2 separate regions of the Gossypium hirsutum genome follow, and region 2 is linked to region 1. A link is a contact called in public Hi-C data. All regions are on one chromosome and are shown on one strand. Each heading gives the region's core, a stretch centred on a gene start, on an enhancer-like site or on the middle of the called end of the contact. The rest is flanking DNA. Distances are from core to core; before and after follow the strand shown. Region 1 holds the start of LOC107949510 (iron-sulfur cluster assembly protein 1). Region 2 holds the start of LOC107949506 (1-aminocyclopropane-1-carboxylate synthase).

The links. A called contact is a pair of places that touch in the nucleus more often than the background predicts.
Region 2: a Hi-C map of leaf shows a contact between it and region 1, with 2.4 times the contacts expected there. The contact joins the promoter of LOC107949506 here to the promoter of LOC107949510 in region 1.

Annotation. Positions count from the first base shown.
Region 1 is chrD03:31,521,640-31,528,609 of Gossypium_hirsutum_v2.1, reverse strand. It overlaps LOC107949510 (iron-sulfur cluster assembly protein 1), which reads left to right and starts at 5,128. Exons shown (of 3, transcript XM_016884173.2): 1 at 5,128-5,643; 2 at 6,213-6,267. The coding sequence starts at 5,355. It overlaps LOC107950802 (a long non-coding RNA gene), which reads left to right. Exons shown (of 5, transcript XR_001698212.2): 4 at 77-437; 5 at 613-727.
Region 2 is chrD03:31,724,722-31,731,880 of Gossypium_hirsutum_v2.1, reverse strand. LOC107949506 (1-aminocyclopropane-1-carboxylate synthase) reads left to right here and starts at 4,976. Exons shown (of 4, transcript XM_016884168.2): 1 at 4,976-5,260; 2 at 5,344-5,475; 3 at 5,564-5,724; 4 at 6,409-7,159. The coding sequence starts at 5,114.

The DNA of each region.
Region 1 (6,970 bases), core at 3,879-6,378:
CTGTAAAGTCTCGTTTAATGTTGTTCCCTACATCCTAAACTTGAGTTCTGACCGTACCTCTTTTATTGCATGACAGTCCCTAAATGTATGCTCCAAAGTCTCTGTTCCCTCCCTACATCTTGGACACAGAGCCGAGTTACTGATTCTTCTGTTGTATAGGTTTCCAAATGTAGAAATATAATTGTTGTATATTTTCCACTTTGTAGCTTTAATTTTGATTGACAGATTTGTATGCCAAAGGTTGTTGTAATAATCTCTATCTGTGTAGTTATTGTTAGCCATTTTTGGGTTTGTATTTCTCATCAATAAGTCTATAACCGCTCTTTATTGTGTATTCCCCCGTAAGTTCTCCACTCCAAACCCTTCTATCCTCCTGTGAGTCTTTTGCAAGAGGAATATCCAGGATCACCTCTGCCTCTTTATTACTAAAGAGTCTGGTAATTACTTCCTCATTCCACTGTCTTAAATTTAAATCAACTGCCTCTTTGTTTCTAAAGAGTCTAGTAATTACTTCCTCCTTCCACTGTCTTAAATTTAAATCAATCAAGTCTGCCACTTTTGTTACACTATAATCACTAACTGACTCTTGAACTCTTTGGTTTTCCAATCTAGGAACCCAGGCATCCTGCCAAATTGAGATGTTTTCACCATTCCCAACTCTCTAAGCCATACCATCTTGCAAGACTTTCCTCGCTGCCCAAATGCTTCTCCAGGTATACAAAGGGTAGTTTCCTAACTCTGCTTGCATAAAATCTGTATTAGGATAAAATTTAGCCTTTAATGTCTTCACTAATAAAGAATCAGGATACTCCAATAATCACCAGCCCTATTTTGCGAGAAGGGCCACATTAAACTTGGTCAAACTTCAAAAACCCATCCCACCATCCTCCTTTAATGCGCATAATTTCCTCTAATTGCACCAATGCATTCCCCGCTTCGCTCCTATTTTTACCACTAAAACTTGCAAATAATCTACTCCATTTCTCGGCATAAAGAATTTGGTAAAAAAAGCATGACATAGCATAGGTTAGGATTGCTTGTAACACACTTTTAATAAATACCTCTTTCCCACCCTGCGACAATGCCTTAATGCACAAATTATTAACACGTTTGTCCATCCTGTCCTTTAAACCCTAAAAACTCCTCCTCTTCTATTTTTCAACCACTTTCAGCAAACTTATATACTTTTTTGGTTCCTCCCAACATCTTACCTGCAATGCTCATGAAATCAATTCTCCATCTCGTATTGAACTATTAGAAGTAAAAAGTAAATTGGATTTGTCCAATTTAACCTTCTGCCCCGACATTAACTCACAGTTCTCCAAAATACCTTTCAACTCTTTTACCCTTTGCATTGTAGCCTCTCCGAACAAAATACAATCATCCGCAAACATTAGATGAGTTATCTACGGGCACCTTTTACTTACCTTCACTCCTTTTATTTTTCTTTCCTTACTCGCCATTCTCATTAACGTTGAAAGTCCCTCTCCTCAGATTAAAAATAAATAAGGGCTAAGAGGGTCGCCTTCTCTTAGCCCTCTATTCAGTTTGAACTTATCCCTTCTTTCTCCATTTAAACAAACTGAGTAAGAAATGAAATTAATACTATGATATTAATCCATCTCACATCAAAGCCCAGTCTTACCATCATTTCTTATATAAATCCCCATTCCATTCTATCATATGGCTTGCTCATATCGAGCTTAAGCTCAAACGAACCTGCTTTCTCCACTCTCTTTTGCTTGAGCACATGCAAAATCTCATAAGCAAGGAGAACATTATCAGTAATCATTCTTCCTGGTACAAACACACTTTGTGCTTTATCTATGCATACATCAAGCACTTTTCGAAAACGATTAGTCACCACTTTTGAGATAATTTTATATAACACAGAACAAAGACTAATAGGTCTAAAATCTCTTAAATCACCTGGTCTAGAAGTTTTAGGAATTAACACAATAAGTGTAGAGTTAATACCTTCCAAAGACTCCCTTTTGTTGAGAATGTTAAGACAGAACTTCCCCACTTCTTTACCAATGATATGCCAAAGTTTTTGAAAAATAAATCAGGGAATCCATTGTCCCCTACCACCTTCAGTGCAGCCATCTCTTTTAATGCTGATATGATTTCCTCAATAGTGTATTCTACCATTAACATCTTATTCATTTCTCCCATTATGCTTTTATCAACTCTTTCAAGACCCCGCATCACTTTTCCCCTTCTATTTAATGTGGATAGATCTGAGAAATACTCCTTCACTATTTCGGCCATCTCCTCTATATTGGTTGCAAACATACCATCCTCCCTTTCAAGTTCCTTTATATTATTTGTTCTTCGTCTCTATGAGGCAAACCTATGAAAAGAAGTTGTATTTCGGTCCCCATTTTTTAGCCAATTTGCCCTTGCCCTTTGTTCCCAATATAATTCCATCTTGTCCATTACCATATTGAGTTCTAATTTTGTTTCAATAACATCACCAAGAATAGTGTCCGTTCATTCCTCTATTCTTCCTCTAGGTCCTTTATCTTTCCAACTTTCATCATTCTCAATTTACTCGCCCATTTCATTAAGCCTTTCCCAACCATCTCAAGACGCTTCGGAACACTCAAATTACTACCCTCTCATAACTCTCTTATCTCTTTTTCACACGATTCCTCAAGTAACCACCACTATTCAAATCGAAAGTATTGCACTTGGTGCCTTTGATTGTCAAGCTCCGTTTCCAATAACAAAGGACAATGATTTGAAAAAGAATGTCCTAAATGCTTGACCCTGTACTTAGGAAATAGCTCCCACCATTCCATATAAGCCACAAAGCGACCAAACCTCTCCCTTATATTTTTGTTCTCAAAGTTGTCCCTCTCCTGAGTATAGGACCCGTAAACCCTACTTCCTCCAATTGACATTGATCCAACATTTCCCTAAATGCTTTCATTCACTCCCTGTCTCTTACCATGTCTCGTTTCTTCTCAAATGAGTATAATATCTCATTAAAATCCCCACCCACTATCCATGGGTGCCTCGAATTTTTCCTTAATGACTTTAACAAGTTCCAAGTCATTTCCTTCAATTGAATATCAAGAGACCCATAAAAGCCTATAAATCTCCATTGCCTATCAACAGACTCATCTTCCACCTTCAAATCAATGTGATTTTTTGAAAAACTATTTAAACTAACTTTACTTCCTTCCAGCTATCCTAAACTCAATCTTCCTTTTGTACCCTCTACTGATACGTCAATCCTATTGTAGTAACCACATCTTTTCCTAACATGCTTCAATCTTCTGCTATCTAGTTTGGTCTCTATGAAGAAGACCATGTAGGGACGATTGGCTTTCAGAACATGCTGAAACCTCCTACAAGCCCGAAGACTCCCCAATCCTCGAACATTCCAACATAAGATTTTCATTGTTGTCGGTCAGTTGACCTTTTGACGGTTACCGATATTTTTGTTTGATTGACTGACCCTTAACCCCTCGAGCATTCCATTGGTTCTATCACATCCTCTAAATCTGGAGTCCCACTCTATCTCTTCTTACCTTTCACATCCGCTAATAGACTATCTTCTTCCTCTTGCATTCTCATTTTTTCCTTTGGATCTCCCACATACTAATCCTCCCCCCCCAACACCCCTTTTATTCGTCCTTCTAAATTAAAACCCATAATTCGATTCACATGTCTTCCCCCCTCAAATTTTTGATTCATCTGCTCACCTTCCCTTTTTTCCATCGTTTTGCTCCATTTTTCCATACTTGCTTCCTTTCGACCTATTACCAATGTCCTCCCTAAGTCATATGCTTGTGGGTAAATTAGATCTCCTTTCTTGCACCCGCAAAGATGTATCCCAACCTAATTCTAGATTCTGCCCTTTGCTTTTAACTCGTAATGGACAGAAACTATCCCCATGGCCCAATCGACCACATAAGAAACAAAACAAGGTTAACTTTTCATATTAGAATCTCACATAAAACTATTTTCCACTCAGTGTCATTAATTTCTTCCTCCTCTTTAATGGAACTCTCACTTCCACTAATACTCATATTCTCATATAACTCCGATATCCCTACCTTATCTTCCTCGCATCATATTCAATAAAAGACCCAATAAAATCACCAAATTGCTTAGTAACCATCTCTGAAATCATTCCTAGCAATAGATCATGAATTTGCACCCAGAAAAAAGAATAAGTCAATGGCACCTCCATTGAGTCCTCATCCTTCAATAGACTATGAAAAACCATCAGATGGTTATTAAAGGTCCATGGTGCCCCCTTTATCACTCTGTCAATGTCCACCTCATGATAGAATTTAAATAAAAATCTCTTCTCCCCCAGATTTAAGATAACTACACCACCTATTGGGTGCCAAATGTTAGCCAACATATTCTTCATGGTCTGAAAGTTTACCATTATTGCTGTCAAGAAACACCCCATTAGAAAAAAATTCCTGTTCCACATCCTCATCCACTGCCCAGATCTCCTCCTCCCCATCATGATTCTCAAATTCGCTAAATCGTATTCCATCACAATGTTTCGGCAAAAATCAGACTAAACGCTCTTATGTTCAATTAATTAGAGTTGTACGCTCCAAACACCCAAGATCCAATCCCTAATTAACCAGAAACAATAGTCTTAATTGCACCTGCAACCTTAACAGGCCAAATTAGAAAAGAACTACCATTGCGGCAAAGGAAAAACCTTGATTTTTTTTTATTTTGAAGGGTTTGAGGCTTGAACCCCTCTTTATTATTATATTATTTTTTTACTAATAGCATAATTCAACTTTTTAGATAACATAATTCATTAAAATATGTTTTAGATTTAGAGTTTAGACTTTATATCACTCATTTTTATTTTATTAATTTAATTTAAAAGTATAAATTTTAAAATTTAAAATTAATTATTCATATGATAAATTTTTTTAATTAAATTCACTAGTGTATTATTTTGGAATAAAATAAATACTTGGTAGTTATATAAAAAATATGCAGTAATTAATCTAAATTTAACTAAAAATTTTAAAAATACTAATAATTAAACTTGAATTGTTAAATTAGAAAAAAAATCCTAATTTTTTAAATAATAAAAAAATTTAAATTTTAAATATATGAATGCAGGGATTTTGATAATTTATTAACCCTCAACTTTTTAAAAGAATGTGATCCCATAATAGAGGAGAAAAACTCTGACGTGTGTTGGTTCTATCTTACAAAGGAAACTCCAGAATCTGTTCTTCACCCTCCCACGCGTCCCATATAGCCGTCTCTTCAAGCGCTCTCTCTCTCTCTCTCTATATATATATATATCTGCGTACAACCAATCAAAGTTCCCAAATCCAAGCCCTAACTCAGTGAAAATGTTGAGGATGGTGTCGAAGAAGCTGCTCGGGATTCCCTCCCCATCGCCTCCCCTACAGACTCTGCCACGTCTTTACCACCAGAATGTCATCGATCACTACAACAATCCTCGTAACGTCGGTTCCTTCGACAAGAACGACCCCAACGTTGGTACCGGCCTGGTCGGCGCTCCTGCTTGCGGTGATGTTATGAAGTTGCAAATCAAAATCGACGAGGATTCGGGCAAAATCGTTGATGCTTGCTTTAAAACCTTCGGTTGTGGCTCGGCCATTGCCTCTTCTTCTGTTGGTATGCCCCTTCGATTTTCCTTTTTTATGTATATACACTTCTGGTTATTCAGGTTTATGGGTATAGTTTGTTTCAATCCACAATCGGTGCTGTGATATTTTATTTATTTATTTATTGTTTTCTTCTATTAAGTTCAATTTCAAGTCCAAAAAAAGTAATCCTAATTTCAAATTCTCTGATTGTAAAGGGAATTTCACACGGATTAGTTTTTATTTCGATACTTTATTTTTGTTTCTCATCCAAAACAAAAGAAAAAGAGTCCTTTTATACAAAAGCAAATATTAATGTTTATCAATCAATATAATATTTATCTTTTTATGAAGAAAATGCATGATTTTTCTTTAATATGGAACCGACATGTTGAATTATTGTTGATTTTGGGAAGCAGAAAAAAGCTGCTATTATAAAAAAACAAACCAACGGAACAAATGTGTTTTGTCAGTAATGTTGAAACTTCTAATCTGTTTTTATTGATGTTATTCAATGTTTTGTACATATGAGTTTATTTCAAACGGCCTTCAATTTTTGTGGAGGACCTGGGTAGTAACTTGGAGCTTTTCATGTTGCAGCTACTGAATGGGTGAAAGGGAAAAGCATGGACGAAGTGCTTACTATTAAAAACACGTAAGTATTAGTCCCATATGTATTTATTTGATTCTTATCGTCTCCTGGGGTATTTTGCGGTATTCCTTTTTGGTATCTGACCTTGGAAACTAGTGGAATTTTTTGATTACTTGATTAAGTTATTTGCACACACTGTTCGTATTTTTCGCTTTTAATTTAAACATTGTAGAATGCTATGGATAGATCATCTTCTCTCCCCCATTCTTTTAACTTCCTTTCTTACAATTTTTTGGCCGCTTTCATTTAACCATATCTGCATTTGGTAAGGGAAGGTTTTAATTACTTATAATATGAATTTTTTGTTATGCTTGTTAACTAAGTTTACTTTAGTAATTCTAGGTCATTCTTTATTCTTCATGTGTATGCACAATGATATTAAGGCCTAGTGGTGGCAACGAATTAGTAGAAGTCGCACTTTCCGCTCATAAAGATTGACCTGAGTTTAAAGGCTTGTCTAGCTTTGTCTATTGAGCCTTTTTTCTAATTAATTTTCAGATCACGATTTTAGGTATCAACAGAATCAATATAATAAATACAGTTAGTCATGAGAAGAAATATTAGATGATGTTGTGATTTTTTCCTAGCAACATATGTAGGTATAAATTGTAATTATATGATTGTCTAAATAGGTAGCTTAAGAACATCCAACTTTAAGTTTTAAGGTGATTGCATAGAGTATGCATAAGCTAATGCATAGCTTTCA
Region 2 (7,159 bases), core at 3,727-6,226, 200 kb before region 1:
ACTCAAATATTTGTTTTAGCTAAAGAGACCTTGAAGACTACTCCATTCAACTCCTTTGAAATTTCAACCACAGGGTTGGGTTAGGTTAGAAAATTGTAGGAAATGGGTCTTAAATGCATGAAGAAATTATTTTATAAAAGGTAAACTACAAAAATAGTCACTTTTTTTTCTCAGATTACATTTTAGTCATTTATGTTTGAAATGTTACACTTTGGTCACTTACGTTATCGTTTTGCTATGAATTGGTTACTCTACCATTAAGCTCCGTTACCTCCCTAACGGCAGTCCTATGTGGCAGTCCAAATGAGTTTTAAATGTGAACTTGGATGTCCAGTTATTGGGATGAAAATAGGTATTTCATTAAATAAATTTAATTTGGATTGCCACGTAGGACATCCAAGTTGACATTTAAAATCCATTTGGACTACCACGTAGATCACCATTAGGAAGGTAACGGAGCTTAACGGCAAAGTGACCACTTCATAACAAAACAATAACGTAAGTGACTAAAATGTAACATTTCAAACATAAGTGACTAAAATCTAATCTGAGACAAACAAAAGTGACTATTTTTGTAGTTTACCCTTTTATAAATGGTTTATATAACTTTTACCCTCTAAACTTAGTAATTATATCTATTTTAGTATATATATAAATATATATTTGTCATTTTTGGTACTTGAATTTGACAACAAAATTCTTTTAAAATGATAATATGATACAATCTCGGTGTGTCACGTCATTAAACTAAATTTAGTGATCAAAATAGGAAAAAAAATAAGTGGATAAATTGCTATATTATTAACCTTTTTTACAAAAAAAAATGTGTAAAAATTATTTTATAAAAGTGATAGAAATATACTTTGGGTTCAAAATGAATGAGCTATTAATCAATCAACCTAGCAGACAGAATTATGTTCATTAGCTGGTTGTAATACCAAAAACTCTTGAATAAAATAAAAGATTTATGTATCAAACAAAAGGGATGTATAGCTATAAAAATAACATTATTGCATAGTTGCTTTCCGAAAAGGAAAAAAACACATTATTGTGTAGTTGTGTGTATTCCAACTGTACTAAAAATGACAATCAAGAAATAAAATCATTAAAAAAAACGAAAATAAAAGTCAAATTGATTCCACGGTTTGCCTGTTTGCTTTGCTTCTCGTAGGGATAACATATAAAAAAAAACATTTTTAAATTTTGAGATAACGATTTTTAAAGTGATATATCATGAAAGACAAATAAAAATTCATGTAATAACGGTTATATTTTGTAAGAAATCAAATTTTGTTTTTAATCTTAATACATAAATTTAGTTATTATACTTTTATTAAATAAATTTTGGTGTTTATATTTTTCGAATTTTAAATTTTCAATTTTATCTAAATAGTAATATGCTAATTTAAATTTTTTATTTTCAAAATCTTATACCAAAATTATCTTATCACATGTTTAATTTTATGCCCGCTAGCTATTGCTACATAATACTTACAACAACAAAAAAATCAAAGTTATACTAGGTAACGAATTTGATAGCTACAATTTTATTTTAGGATTAAAATTTCAAATATTAAAAAATATAGATACTAGAAATGATCAAATTAAAGAATAAATGTAACTAAATGCATAATAACAAAATTTGACTTGACAAATTTAATTGGTACTACCGTTTGAGTGATGTTTGAAATTTCAAAATTTGAAACTAAATCAAAGTAGAATAAACTAAAACTTGCAATTTATATACAATATTATACATGTACTAATAATAAAATTAGACCACACAGAGTTGAATTATTCTGTAGAAGAAGGGGCCATAAAATTATTACAAGTAGCAGATAAGCAAGATTGTGACATTGTACTGAATCTGATTCAGCTTCTGCCACTTTTGACATAAAGGGATTTTTTTTTGATGTTTCCAGTCCTCCTAAATTGTCCAAATCATGTCGGTCACTCATTTACTAATTAATTTAATTGTCGGCGATCATGTATTTAGCTTACGGACACAGTGGATCATCGGTTGCCTTATGTCGGTATTTGCTAATTGCAGGTGTCCACTCCACTAAACCCACTAATTTTCTTTTTAGTCCCTTGAATCCATGCTTATCATATATGCACATGGAATAGCTAAAAGGGGATGGCCGGAAGGGTAAGAGTAAAAATATGAAAGGTTTTTAACTATACCATCACATGGGATGGTTGAAATTTTGAAGTTATTTATATCGCGTATGATTTAAATTAATGAAAGTTATCATATAAAATGATTTGGAATTATTGGTAATTTAATATTGATTAAGTGAGGTATGTAAAGTGTACCTACACATAGTAACGTGTGTGTGCGTACCTGGTTTTGAAGATTTTGGAATCCACAATGAATAAAGTAAATTGTGGAAGTGGAAAATGTTGGTTGAGCTGTGTGCATATAAAGTCAAAAATAACATGAGAAAACCCAATAAATGTTTGTAGTAAATTGAATTTAATGGATAGGCAATACTGTTGTCTTTCTTTCTATAACTAAAAATATGATTGGAAATTATGTAATTAGAATATATATAAGTTTACAAATAAAATATAATAAATAATAGAACGTATGAATTGAAAATAATAATAAGTATGCAATTAAAATAAAAAAATAGTTTAAATTGTGAGTAAAAGGAAATTAAATAGATAAATACATTAGATTAAAAATAATAAATGTACTTCGATTATTTATCATGTTATTGTCATTTTTTTTAGCATGTTAAAAAGTTATCATGTTAGTGAAAAAAAAGTTTTATATTAAAAAACTAATTATTGAATTGAATTGTGACATCAACTCAATTAATAGCATCATCTATATTAAATTATGGCACACTCACAATGCAAGTGAAAATCAAACTTATGTAACAAATATATTTACAATAATATATATATAAATAATAAATGAGACTTTGGTTTAATGCTAAAATTTAACTATCATATATTAAAGAGGCACAAATTTATATCTTATTATATGTGTAATTTTCTATATAAAATGATAAAAATATCCTTAAAATAATATAATTTTTTCTGAGAATATTTTCGTCTTTTCTCAACTAAATTGGTATTTAATTAACTCATAATACTAACTCAATCAAATTAGACTTATAAATAAATAACACTTAATTTTGCTTTCATCTTACAATCATAATCAAATTTAAATATGATTAAATTTGAATTTAAATCTTAAAAATGTTGTACATGTACTTGAATAATACCACAAAGTGCATTTTGATTTACTTTTAAAATGAGTGAAAATTTTACTGTATACGTTTAAAATTATATAGTTTAAAAATAATCAAATGATGTGTGATTAATTTTAAAATTAGAACAATTTTATTTAATTCAATTTGCATACATCATTTAATTAAAATTTAAAATATTAATAATATTTTACTGGTTTGGTTGTTTTTGTCAAAGGTACAAACATCTCCATACTCATTTTAAGAATATAGGGACATGTACAATACTTTTACTATAGTTAAGCCTAAGAATTTCTCAACCTCATTTATTTATTCAACTAAATCATGATTGAATCTTCACATCTGTCATCCATTATGTTGCGGTGATGTTAATTTCTTTGGTCGTAATTCCTAATAGGAGTAGAATAGAATAGAAGAGGCTTCCACCTTCAATTCTTTTTTTCTAAATTTCCAATATCAAATTTAATGGTCACCAAATTCCTAAAAGAGAAACCTGTCAAACATATATAGGATAAAGTCTACTACTTGTCCCTATACTTTATGAAAGTTGTGAATTTAGTTTCTATACTTTAATTTGATCAATTTTAATCACTGTACTTTTGAATTTGTCCATTTTAGTCCCTTACATTTTGAATTTTGAAATTTTAATTCTGATCCAAACAATAACAGTTAAATCGGTTTGGTTAAACTGAATTATTAGTCCTATACTATGCGTACAATTATAGATTTATCCATATTCTCTAATTGGATCATTCTAAGTCTCTGTACTCTTCAGTCTTGAAGCTAAAGATAGTCGTTAGTCACATTAATTGGATTTTTAGTGAGTATTATGTGAAAATAACAAGCTGACATAACATTACACATATGATAATATATTTGCCGCATCAGATTTCGAAAATAACATAACTTAATGAATTTAACAATTATCATTTGGAGAGGATTGAAATTTTAATATTTGAAAATTTTAATAACAAAATTAACCTATATATTTGTCCTTCATCTTCTTCCTTCTAGAGGTGTGCATGGGCCGGGCCAGGCTCAACTAAAAATTTAGGCCCGAGCCCGGGCCTAGCCCGAAAAATAGACTTAAAATTTTACCCAAACCGGCCCAGATAAAAATGTTAAAATCCGGGCTGACCCGGCCCGCCCATATTAATTTTTATATTAATTTTTATATAATTTTAAAATATATAATACATCAAAAATACTAAAAACATCAAAATAAATATTTCCCAACAAATTGAAAATAAATTTTAAAAAATATGTATACTTAAATAACACTAAGATAGATGCAACTTAACAAGCAAATGCCTCTAAAATAATAACAAAATTAACAAATGTCTTTAAAATAATAACAAAATTAACAATAAAATAAATTTTATACAATATCCAAACAATAATAACAAAATAGTAGCAACATGATAGTAAAATGGTAGCAAAATAGAGAGAAAACAATAAGAAAATAATATTAAAAAACAAAAAAAAATTATCCTTTAGTGAATTTGGGCTGGATCAGGCCCGGGAAAAAATATTTTACCTGAAGCCTTACCCGTTTTTTAAACGGACTTTATTTTTTTATCTAAGTTTATTTTTTAAACATATATTTTTACCAAAACCATCTTACATTTCGGGCGAGCCTTCGTGACCGAGTGACTCCAGGTATACTTCTTTTCTCTTTCATGGAACTTTCAAACTTTTTGTAGACCCCACTCACCATAGACATTAATACTCTATGAAATAACGCTCTATAAATAGGCGGACAAATAACCTACAAGCTCATCACCCAATTCAACTAATATAATCAAAATTCTTTCTCGTTCAAAAAAAGCTAATTTTTCTGTAGTTACTTGTTTCATTTTTTGTTTTAGTTGATTCTTTGTAGTTCACAAAAAATGGTTTCCATGTCAAAGATTGCTACTGGTAATGGTCATGGTGAAAACTCACCTTATTTTGATGGATGGAAAGCATATGAAACCAATCCTTTTCACCCTATTGATAGACCTGATGGTGTTATTCAAATGGGTCTAGCTGAAAATCAGGTACGTATTTCATTTCCCAGTATTTTTTTTATTTAGAAAAACTGAGAATTTTGATTGATTTTAATGGCGTTAATGTTTACCAGCTTTGTTTTGAATTCATCAAAAAGTGGCTAATGGAACACCCAGAGGCTTCCCTTTGTACTGCAGAAGGTGTAAACAGGTTCAAAGAGACTGCACTTTTCCAGGATTATCATGGGATGCCTGAGTTCAGACAAGTATGGCAACGCAAAATAACAGAGTTTCTCTTTTGTTTCTTTAATTACATGGTAATTAATCAATACTTTGTGTATGTTATTACAACAGGCTGTTGCCAAATTTATGGGGAAAGTGAGGGGAGATAGAGTGAAATTTGACCCAGACCGTATTGTTATGAGTGGTGGAGCAACTGGTGCTCATGAAATGGTGGCTTTTTGCTTGGCTGATCCTGGTGAAGCATTATTGGTTCCTACTCCATATTATCCAGGGTAAATTCATCAAATTCTTTTTTGGGTTTTTCTTTTAACATATATATGGGAGGTTAAGTTGATACATTCAATAACATACAGTTCCTGTAATACCGGGTAGAGAATGGAAATTAGGTGTATAGAAAGAGCTCAAATTGGAATTTTCAATGACCAACACTGACCTTTTGTCCCCAAACCAACCTACATATGTGAAGTCAAGAGAAATGAAGGAAGGAATTTGTTAATTAAGTGTTAAATTATGACTTAAGATTAGTTTAATGAAAACTTAGTCAACTTAGCAGTAAAGTCAATTGTGGCAACATCGCCGCCTAGGCTTTGTTCATAGGGAGGGATGGAAATTGAAATCTGGGTAAAATTCACCATGCCCACACGTCCCTTACTTTGAAAGCAGCCTTGTACCCTTTCTTTTGATGTTAAAACCCTTTAAAGTTCATGGCCCATCTTTGTATTATTGATGGAACTTGGTAGGTAAAAAGTGAAAATTGAAAATAAATAAGAAGATTTATCATAAATATGAGGGTTCATCATCCTTAGTGGGACACTAACGGAAAGTTGAGTAGTCATCATCATCTTCATTTCTTCTTTATACCTAACTCTTCATCATAACAGCTGTATGTATAGGACAAGTAGGGTCGGTTTTAGGTTGATTCAATTTAAGTTTTTTCGGGTTTAATAATTTTGCAGATTTGATCGTGACTTAAGGTGGAGAACAGGAGTTGAACTTGTACCAGTGATTTGTGAAAGTTCACATAATTTCCAAATCACTAGGACCGCCATGGAAGCTGCATATGAAAAAGCTCAAGAAGCTAACCTTAAAGTCAAGGGTTTACTCATAACAAATCCATCAAATCCATTAGGAACTATAATGGATCGAGAGACATTAAAGAGCATCGTGAAGTTTATAAACGAAAAGAACATTCACCTAATAGGTGACGAAATTTATGCCGCCACGGTCTTCAAAGACCCTGAATTCGTCAGTATTTCAGAGGTCATACAAGAAGTTGAATGCAACCATGATTTAATCCACATTGTTTACAGTCTTTCTAAAGACGTGGGGTTCCCTGGTTTTAGAGTTGGCATTGTATATTCATACAATGATGCAGTGGTGAATTGTGCTCGTAAAATGTCAAGTTATGGCTTGGTTTCATCACAAACACAGCATTTAATTGCTACCATGTTGAACGATGATGATTTCCTTCATAATTTCATCATGGAAAGCAAAGAACAGTTGTTCAAAAGGCACATGTATTTCACATGGAGTCTTTCACAAGTTGGTATTGGTTCATTGAAGAGTAATGGTGGGTTGTTTATATGGATGGACCTTCGTAAACTTCTTAAAGAGAAGACGTTCGATGCTGAAATGGATTTGTGGCGAGTGATAATCAATGAAGTTAAGCTTAATGTTTCACCAGGGTCGTCCTTTCATTGTCATGAA